Regions from separate parts of the Sus scrofa genome. Here region 1 is linked to region 2. A link is a contact called in public HiChIP or PLAC-seq data. All regions are on one chromosome and are shown on one strand. Each heading gives the region's core, a stretch centred on a gene start, on an enhancer-like site or on the middle of the called end of the contact. The rest is flanking DNA. Distances are from core to core; before and after follow the strand shown. Region 1 overlaps SSC5D (soluble scavenger receptor cysteine-rich domain-containing protein SSC5D). Region 2 holds the start of RPL28 (60S ribosomal protein L28).

Region 1 (4,942 bases), core at 1,462-3,961, 99 kb before region 2:
CATGTAAAATGGGGATCAGGAGAGTACTTAACTCGTGCTCCGTGGGGAGGAAATGGGGTGCACTGTGCTGGTGCATTCAGCAAACGTGAGCTACCGTTACCATCTGGCTATTACACTCATCCAAGTTCTACATGTAAGCCGGCATCGAGCCTTGGGCACCCTCTCCTCTCCATGACCTCACAGCTATCACATACAGCGGTGCCCCAAATCCATGAGTCAAGCCACCTTCCCACTGGGTATGGAAACTCCGGGAGACCCCGCCAGCCGCCTGCATTGCCTCATCTGCATAGTTGCTCATCTCACAGCTGCAAATCCCATGCTGTGGATTCACGTTTCCAGCCGAGACGCTCCTGGGAGCTCAGAACCACATATCTCACGTCCCCACTGTGGTGTGTCGAACGCATCGCCCATGGAGCTTTTAATGTCCCCACTCTGGATCCTGTGCACCCACCAAAGGCGGGCCCCCACGCCCTACCTCCCTCTCCCCAGCCCCCCCACCCCCCACCCCACCACTCAAGCCCATCCACTCAACCCCCAGGATACAGCTTGAACACAGCACTTCTGCCTCTGTGTTGCCTGCCATCCTGGTCGAGGCCACGGTCACCTCCATGGACCTCCTAGTCTCCCTGCATGCACTCCTGCTCCTGGAGCCACTCTCCTGTGGCATCCTGAGTGGCTGCTTTGACCACCTCCTTCCTAACTTAAACTGCTCCATCAAGGGCTTCTGCACAGGGGATAAAACCCAGCCTCTGACCTCACCTCCTAGCTCGCTCACTCCACTCTGGCCACACGGGCATCCTTGTCGTTCCCACAGCCCCACCACAGGGCCTTTGCACATGCTTCTCCCTCCACCTGGAATGCTCCCTTGGCTCCCTTCAGGCTCCCTGTCACAGCAAACATCTTCACAATGGACAAGAGGCCTCACCTCCTGCCATCACCCCCATCGACCACTCCACTCTGACCCCACGACCTTGCTGCCGTTTTGTGAACCACCTCCTCACTTCAGGGCCTTTGCACGTGCTGCTCACTCTCGATAGAACACCGCCAACCAGGTATTTGCATGGCCTTGTCCTTCTCCTGCACTTCAATAGCATTTTCTTAGTAAGTCATCTCTTGAACATCCTATTTTATTTTATTCTTTTTTTAGGGCTGCGCCAGCTGTATATGGAGGTTCCCAGGCTAGGGGTCTAATCAGAGCTACAGCTGCCAGCCTACGCCACAGCCACAGCCACATGGGATCCTAGCCACATCTGCGACCTACACCACAGCTCACAGCAACACTGGATCCTTAACCCACTGAGCGAGGCCAGGAATCGAACCTGCAACCTCATGGTTCCTGGTCAGATTCGTTTCTGCTGCGCCACAACAGGAACTCCCATCCTATTTTACATGGCAACTCTGAGCCCTCCCCTGTTCTGCTCATCACTGCTATGTTCCCGGGGGTCAGTACTCATGCTTGCCACACAGCAATCATTTGAAATACAAATTAACATCTGCATCTCCAAATTTCATCATGCAGGAAGCCTCAGCAGTGTAGCTTCAATGAAAATCCAAACTTCACAAGCCTCCAGCGTCATCGCCTGTACACTCCGTCTAGTCTTACCTGGCGATCTCTCACTTGCTTATTCGCTCCTTCATTCATTCAATAAATAGGTAAAAAGTCTCCCTACAACAGATCCCATGGTAGACCAAATACCACTCTCCAAAGATATCCATACCCTGATCCCCAGAACCTGTGAATATGTTACCTTTTGTGGCAAAGGGGACTTTGTAGATGTAGTTAAGGGTCCAGACCTTGAAACGAAGAGATTAACCTGTATTAATCCAAGGGGACCCAATCTAATCACACAAATCCTTAACACCAAAGAAACTCCCAGTGGTAGAGACAGCATGTCAATGTGTCATGGCAGCGGTAAAAAAAGAACACAGCTAAACAAGAGAGCTGAAAGTCTGGCAGAGATGACGTGCCCCAGGCCGGCAGTGCAATTCTATCACCTCCAGCCTTTGCTCCTCGGAGAATCTGCTTCCTGCGGATGTCTGCTAGTGGAAATGAGAGCATCTCTCCTCTGCGAGGTCTTTCCCAACCATTCTGCTAGAAACACTCACTCATCCCTCAGCCGTTGTTCATTTACGGTAACTCTTTAACAACCCATGTTTTGTGGTTTTAAACGATTTCACACGTTTTGCTCATTGGGTTAGGTCCTGAGGTCATGCAGCTCTTTCCAATCCCAGTGGAGCCACCAGGGGAACGCACGTTTGTAATGCCTTCAGTAACTCCGCACTCTTTCCAAACCCAACGAGCCAGCTACATGCGACACCATTTAAAGCGGACCTCAATCTCTGAGCCTTGCTTCCCCACACCTCCTGAAACACAGAGGCCACACCCCTAGGCAGTCACACCATATCACCCAGGTGGAATGAGGCGTGCCTGGCACAGTGAGCTCTCCTTGACTTTCTTGGGACCCTGGGGCTGTTTGTTTTTTGGAGAAAGAAACTGGGGTTCAAAGAAGTGGTGTTCTTGTTTTCAAAGCCACCTGCTAATGAGGATACCCTCTCCCCCGAGCCCGCCCTCCCTCCAAGTTTCCCGTCACTAAGGACGTATGTGTGACTCCCGAGACTTCCATCGCGCCGTAAGTATGCAGTTCTGCACTTACTTACGCCCATGGACCGCCCCTCCCCAACCAGGAAGAGGAGCTCCCCACAGCCGGCCGGACCCAGCCGCTCACGAAGCCGCTCGCGGCCAGCATCGGACCGTCTCCACCACAAGGCGGCGCTACGGGATAGGGAGGCGGCGCCGGGTGGCAGAGAACAAAGGCTCTGGAATCTTGGCCACACCGCACCTGAGAGCGGCAGGTCTAGAAACTGAGCCCTAACTCACAATTTAGGTGCTCCCCGAGCCCAAGTCGCCAAGCCCCCGAGGTCCGCTCCTCCCCGCGGGTCAGCACCACAACCATCTGAGACAGACGCCACCTAGCGGGAGGGCAGCGCGCCTCACCCCTCGCCGGCTTTTACAGCCGCCAACTGGCCAATCAGGACGCAGAGCGCGCCTATGACGCCTTCCGGCCCGCCCCTCCACCCGAGGCCCCGCCCCCTCGCCGAGGGCCGTGGAGTGCGCGTGCGTGCTGAGCGTGCGGGGCGGGGGGGGGGGAGAAAGGCGACAAATGGCCCGAGGGCCAGGGTCCTGCGGAGGGATCAGAACCGGCGACGCCCGGGGCAAGTGGCTGGATGAACCATGCAAGAAATGGAGGGAGGGAGAGACAGGAGAGGGAATGGTGGGATGGACACGCAGAAAGATGAGGGACGGAGGAAGGGAGAGGGGAGAACCCACCCTGGGCAGGGGGCGCGGATCGAGTGTGAAGCGGTGGAGGGCGAGGCAGTGGGAGCGCAAGGGACAGGGAGCCTCTGGAGGGAGAGGAAAGGAAACCGGGCACGAAAAACTGAAAAATGGGGGTAACCAGGTGTGCCCTTGGTAAGCAGAGAAAAAATGTGAAAGAGAGGCTGTGAGGCCATGGAGACAAGGACAAGGGCGGGGGTGGTGAAAGAGAAAGACAAAAATAGACCCAAAGACCCAAAGAAAGAGAAACTGACTGTGAAAAACTGAGTGTGGAATAGGGAAGATGAGCGTGAGAAACTCGAAATGAAAATGAAAGAAGAGTAGGACACAGGAGATGGAGAGGGCGTCAAAAAACGAGGACGCGAGAGAAAACATCGGATGCAGAGGGGAAAAAAGATAAAGACGCCCGGGGGAAAAAGGCGAACTAGAAATGATGGGAGTGTGAAGTTAAGAAAGACGTGAGAAAGAGGGTGGGACAGTGGGGGAAAGTAGCCTGATGGAGATGAGGAGGGTGAGAAATTAAAAGAAAAAAGAGGGAGCGTGTGAGGAGGAGGAGCAGAGGTGGATCAGGAGGGACCCCTGGGTACAGACAGAGGTCTCTCTCTCTCTCTCTCACACACACACACACACACACACACACGCACCAGGTGGAGAAATGGGCCCAGGCGTGGCAGCCGAGCTGGAAGGAGAGAAACAGGCACCGAGACAGGCCACGGGCCAGAACCCTGGGTCTGGATGACACCATCCCGCCTCAGCCACAGTCTGACCCAGACCAGAGTGCAAGCTGGGAGGACGGGCTCAAGGGCTGGGGTTGGCAGGCCGGGTGTCCAGAGGGTGGCCTCCGGCATGTGGTCCAGAGGATTCGCGTTGAGGGGGCTCTGGATGGGGCCCAGGCTCCAGGATCACGGCTGATTCCCAGAGGCCCTCGTGCGTCTGCAGGAGGGCTGTGGGCTCCGGCTTTGCGGAGCCTGGTCTGGTTCTCAGAGACACCCGAGGTCTCCTCTTCGAGGCTCTGTGGCACCCGAAGAGGGAGGGTCTTTAGGGTCTCTGGAGGGAGGCCGGCTCATTGAGGGTCTTTCTTTTCTTCTTGTGTGTGTGTGTGTGTGTGTGTGTGTGTGTTTGCCATTTCTTGGGCCGCTCTTGCAGCATATGGAGGTTCCCAGGCCAGGGGTCTAATCGGAGCTGTATCTGCCGGCCTACGCCAGAGCCACAGCAACGTAGGATCTGAGCCGCGTCTGCAACCTACACCACAGCTCACGGCAATGCCAGATCCTTAACCCACGGAGCAAGGCCAGGGATCGAACCTGCAACCTCATGGTTCCTCGTCGGATTCGTAAACCACTGCGCCACGACGGGAACTCCGAAGAGGGTCTTTCTGAGAGCCCGGCAGTGAGGTTTATGGAGGCCCCCGCCCGCCCCGGCCCAGCCCCTAACCTGTGCCTGGAAGGCGCCTCGTTGCTGTGGCGGCGACGGCGGGGGTCCCTGGCCTCCTAGTGGTGCCCCAGGAGGGAGAGCGTCCAGGCATCCCTGCAGCGGTGGTCCCCTTGGCCACGTCCTCTCCCGAGGTGGGGTCCCAGGTCCAGGGGGGATAGTCCTCCTCATCCGAGT
Region 2 (4,944 bases), core at 1,255-3,754:
GGCTCTCTGGGCGCCCACGGAGTCACCCCCCGTACCTGCCACGGCCTCACTGGGCTCCCACTCACCATGCGCAAATCCGGGCGGTACTTGTTCTTTCGGATCATGTGCCGGATGCTGCTGAGAGTGGCTCGGGCGTTCTTGTTGATGGTGGTCCGCACGTAGGAAGTGGCCGGCTTTCGCTGGCCTGGTGGGAGAAGGGAGAAGAGAGCCCCCAGGGGTCAGTCGGGTGGTCTGGTCCTCTGTGCCCACCCCTAGTGCGAGGGTACGATCTCACCCAGAGGACCTGGGTGGGTGCCTGGGCTGTGTGAGCCTGCACATGGTGCCCCATCTCTGGGCATCAATTTATAGGACGATGGCAGGCGAGGCCCAGCACCTGTACAGGTGTGTCTTCCCCACCCAGCTGTGCAGACACAGCACTGCTCGTCTCACAGCACAGATTTAGAAGCAGAAGCAACGGGGACTCCCTTGTCCACATGCACACAGCAGTTATCAGAATCTGAGAAGCCCAGCTGAGGCGGGCATTCGCAGCACTATGGCAGCCAGGGAGTGGGCACTCCCCAGAAAGCAGCTCTGGCTCCTCTCCCTTCTGCACCCTCCAGGGCCCAAGACAACTCCTCTGCACCAAATGTCTAATACGCCACACTGTGAGGCCTGGCTCTGATGCTGGGGTGATGCTGGACCACGGGAAGACCAGGGGCAATTAAGAGTCCTAGGGTAAGCCCTCACCTGAGCACAAGTGAGCCTGGACTCCACTGCCCAGGATAAAAGAAAAACACCCCCTTTACCGTGTCACAGGGCTGATGGGGTCCCACGCTCCTGGTTTCCCCCAAGAAGCCAAGGACCCATGCCATAGAGAAGGTTTATGTTACCTCCTCAGGTCAAGCCAGTTTCTGACTACCCAGAAAGGGCCACCCGACAATTCAAGAAGAGAAAGCAAAGCCTTGGGGGCTCAACACACCAGAACAGGGTTCTCAGGAGTGTGGGAAGCTGGGAAGCTCAACAGCACAAGGAACTGGCTGCTCGTGGGGCTGCTTCGCAGGGAAGGGGCTATCCCTTCCCCTCTGAGATGGAGGCAACAGGTGTGGTCACTGCTGTCACTGAACCAAGACACTGGACTCAACCCAAACGGAAACTGGCCCTCACAAGAGACGGAGGAAAAACTTTTCCTATCTCAAACCCTCCACCCCGAAAAACAAAAAGATAGCTGTGATACCCTGCCTCTTCTTGACTCCGAGTCTAAATAAAAAGGCCTGGCCGCGCCTGAGAGCGGTTTAGGGGGGTGGGAGGCTAAGCATCCCTTCTGAGTCCTTGCAGCCACAAAGGGGGTCACGCCACTGCCTCAGACCCAAGCTGTCACTTCCTACACGTGGGAGCTAGAAAGGCCCCCACCTGTCTGCCCAATTTTCCCACCCTTTGAGACTGACATTCACTGAGCTGTTTTAAAGACTTATCCTAAACACAACACTGAATCATACCTCCCCGAAACATAAATCCTGGTGAGGGGACAACTTGAGGACCTATTCATGACTTTTCAAACGATGAAACAAGCAAAGCAGCCTGGCCAGCTCATACAGGGGGAGGGCAAGCTTGAAGAGCCAGCTTCCCAGGCAACTGTCCTGACCCCAAGAAACCTTAGTGCTGCTGCCCGACACTGAGAAACCATAGCTCCTCGCCCGTGTGGGGGGGTCTGTCGCCCGGCCGAGCCAGGGCAGATGCTTACCGGATCTCCGCTTCATCACCACCACGACCCCTTTGCCGTCCGCCGCCGGCTCCACGCCCACGGTCTTGTGGTGAATCAGCCCGTTGTAGCGGAAGGAGTTGCGGGCCTTCAGGTTATTGGGTTCCTGGGAAGCGGGACACATGGCGGTCGCGAAAGGGGCCAGGGCCCAGCGGTCGTAAAGGTCCCTCCCTCAGACCCAGGCGTCGGGGCCCCACTTACGGTGCTGTACGTCTGCTTGTTCCTCTTGATGAGGAAGCTGGAGCAGTTCCGCACCACCATCCATTGCAGGTGCGCGGACATAACGGCAGCTGCGGAGGAAGGGGCCCGGGAAATGTCAAGGGAGCAGCAGGCCGACGGTGAACAACAGGGGAAGGCCGCGTGTGGGGACCTGGGGAATGGGGGAACCGTGTGGGCCGAGAGCGCTTAGAAATCTGCCAGGCGGGGCTGGGCGGCCTAAGGTAGAGGAGCTGAACTTAGGCGGCCGAGACTACGAGCGACAAGAAAATGAAAATGCACAGCGACCTAGGGCGGCGGGGCTCGGGGGCAGCCAGGGAGGCGAGCGGCGCAGCGAGAGAGGCCAGGCAAGGGCACAGACCCACGGCGGCGGGCGCGAGACGGCCACGCGGGCGGACAAGAGGCCGCACCTCACCTCCTCTCCGTGCGGCGGCCGGAGACGGAAAGAGACACGCCGGGGGCGGAGCGACGCTTTTAATACCCACACGCATTTCCGCTTCCTCTCTGGGCACGCGCGTCGACTGTCCCCCGCCTCTCCCCTCCCGTCTCCGAACCAGCTCGGCAACGCTCGGCTATTTCCGCCAGCCCGTCGCAAAACCCTTCGGGGATTTTCGGAACTCTTCGGCTAGGGACCCGAGGGCGTGTTCTCGACGCGGAAGGGGACAGTTTGGATAGCCCTTCTTGTGTTGTCGGAAGCCCACGGCTGGGTTTCCGATTGTGTCCACCTCTAGAAGCCCCACGGCCCCTTCCTCAGCGGCCTCTTCCAATATTGCCACCCATTGCTGGCCACAGAATGGATGCTCAACTCAATAAATATTTGTTTTATGAAGGAACGTGAGAGTGCCTGAACTATTAAAACCTAGCTCTGCTCCATAGTCTTCGGGTGCTTCCAGTCTTCTTCGTAGGCCCTCGGCTATTCCCGAAGAAGGTAGTTAAGTAGTTTCGGACATTTTCGAAACTCTCCGGAAACGCTCTTCGGAGGGGCGGCCGCCTTCCCACTTATTGGCCCGTGCCCCTTCGGATCTGCTCGGAAACAGTCGATCTCCAATCGGCTACGTTCGGAACCCCTCGGCTAACTCCAGGAACCCCCTGTTATTTCCCCCTCCCCAGGGCCGTCTTAAAATTAAATCCAGAGCTATTTGAGTCTAGAGAGAAGCCTGACGGAACCTTCTCGCAGACTGTCTCCGCAGGGAACCGTGGATTTCCTCTTAAGGGCGAGTTGCGTTTGGAGGAAAAGATTTGTCTGGGAAAGCTCTTGGTTCCTTGAGGGTTTCCATACTTGTTTGCCCTGCCTCTTCCCTGTGCCCCGCGGCCTCCCCCATCCTCCTCCAGCCTGCCCCATGTCACCTGTTACACTTTATAGACGTTTGTTTTCTGTCGTCAGGGTCATCTTTAAGGAGCAGGAACCTTGCCTGATATATCTCTGTGTCTTCGGCCTGACCAGCACAGAGACTCCAAGGGAACAAAAGGAATGACAGTCCCTTGGCACCCCATTAGCGCGCTTTGATGTGATCATGTCCAGCAACTCCTCGAGGGGAGGGCAGGGACCTTGTCTGGTCCATCTCTCTGTGCACCTGGACTTCGCGAGTAATACATCCTGAGAGTCTAAAGACCCCAGGAGAAACCTGAGCCAACGGGAATGTTGGGGGTTACCCTCCTGCCTTCATCACGGAGCTCTGATCCGATGGTGGCGGCAGAGTTCCTGTGAGTGTCTGATCCGCCTTTGCGATCATTAATCATTCGCTCTGGGCCACACAGGAGGCCGGCAGTGACTGAGAGCAGCCTCAGCTCCACGGAGCCGTTTCCTTCCTTAAGGCACTCTGTTGACTCCCTGCCTCCCAGAGTTCCTTGAGGTTCAGGGCCTTGTCTGATCCTTCTTTTTCACCCCATCTGTTCCCACTGGTGCACCGGGGGCGGAGGCGCCTGGAGGTAGGCACTGAACAGAAACTATGCTCGGGCTCCCAGAGCGCCCTACGTTGCCTCCACTAGAACACCCTGAATTTTGACCATGCGCTGCTCCGAGTTCCTTGGGATACAGAGGCCGCACGCATCTTTGCGTCCCGCTGTTCCCAGCATAGGCTTCTGAAGGCCAGGTCCTGCCCAGAAAACACAGCTAGATCGCCTCCGGGCCAGGCCAGTCTGTACTGCTCAGGTGACCAGGCGGGAGCCGGGCACACCTGGCGCGGTCCCCTGACCCCGCCCCGGGCCGGGCCGCGCCCGGAACGCGGAAAGCTCTCGGTCGGAGCCAGCGGCGGCGGCGGCGGCGGAGCACGGCCATGGCGGCGGCGCCGGCGGTAGGCGCCTCGCAGGGGGCCCCGCCGGGCGCACCGTTCCCGCCGGCGGGCGCGCCGGTGCCCTCGTCCGGCCTGGGCCGCTGCCGGATGGCGCTGCTCCTCGCCGTGGCGCTGGACGTGGCGGGCATGGCGGCGCTGCTGACCGGCGTGTTCGCGCAGCTGCAGGTGCGCGGCCGGGACTTCGGCGACCTGCTCATCTACTCGGGCGCGCTGCTCGTCTTCCTGAGCCTGCTCGGCTGGATCCTCTGGTACACCGGCAACATCGAGATCTCGCGCCAGGAGCTCGAGCGCGACTACGGCCTGCGGCCCTCGGCGCTCGCCCGCCTCGCGCGAAAGCTCTCCCGCCGCTGGTCGGCGCCAGCTTCCTCCGCGGCGGGCCGGCGCGCCGCGCCCGGCTCCCGGGGAGCGCGCCGCGCCGCCCGCACGCCCCCGCCGCCGGCCGCCGGCTCCCGCCGCGTGCGCCTGCAGCTCGCCACGCTCGAGGCCGGGCCTGGGGCAGCGGGTGCGGGCACCGAGTGAGCCCGAGGTGAGGGGCGGGACGGGCGGGACGGGGTGCAAGGCAGAGGCGGGAAAGGGAGGGACGCCGGGGAGAGAGAGAGAGAGAGAGAGAGAGAGAGGGCAGCAGGAGAGACTGTAGAACAGTGGGCGAGATGGAGAGCTATCCTGGGAGGGCGAGATGGAAATGGAGAGAGGGAG

Evidence for each region. HiChIP or PLAC-seq counts read pairs in DNA pulled down with a chosen protein or histone mark.
Region 1: an H3K27ac HiChIP or PLAC-seq map of alveolar macrophages shows a contact between it and region 2. The contact joins the enhancer-like site here to the promoter of RPL28 in region 2. A contact is called at or near these places in 1 of 5 promoter capture datasets (liver), 3 of 47 Hi-C or Micro-C datasets (embryonic fibroblasts, heart right ventricle and liver) and 2 of 2 datasets of contacts at active chromatin or transcription factors (alveolar macrophages and skeletal muscle).

What each region holds. Positions count from the first base shown.
Region 1 is chr6:59,653,315-59,658,256 of Sscrofa11.1, reverse strand. SSC5D (soluble scavenger receptor cysteine-rich domain-containing protein SSC5D) reads right to left here. Exons shown (of 14, transcript XM_021095020.1): 12 at 4,769-4,942. Among named protein-coding and RNA genes, the nearest start is that of SSC5D, 15 kb to the right of the region's middle. Within about 2 kb of position 2,711, at least 53 of the 83 cell types and tissues checked have an H3K27ac peak or open chromatin away from gene starts, as enhancers often do. A contact at or near this core is called in alveolar macrophages, embryonic fibroblasts, liver and 1 more, where this site is marked.
Region 2 is chr6:59,554,146-59,559,089 of Sscrofa11.1, reverse strand. It overlaps RPL28 (60S ribosomal protein L28), which reads right to left and starts at 2,504. Exons shown (of 5, transcript XM_021095010.1): 1 at 2,370-2,504; 2 at 1,940-2,028; 3 at 1,721-1,844; 4 at 66-184. The coding sequence starts at 2,445. TMEM238 (transmembrane protein 238) reads left to right here and starts at 3,077. Exons shown (of 2, transcript XM_021095016.1): 1 at 3,077-4,774. The coding sequence starts at 4,231. The coding sequence ends at 4,767.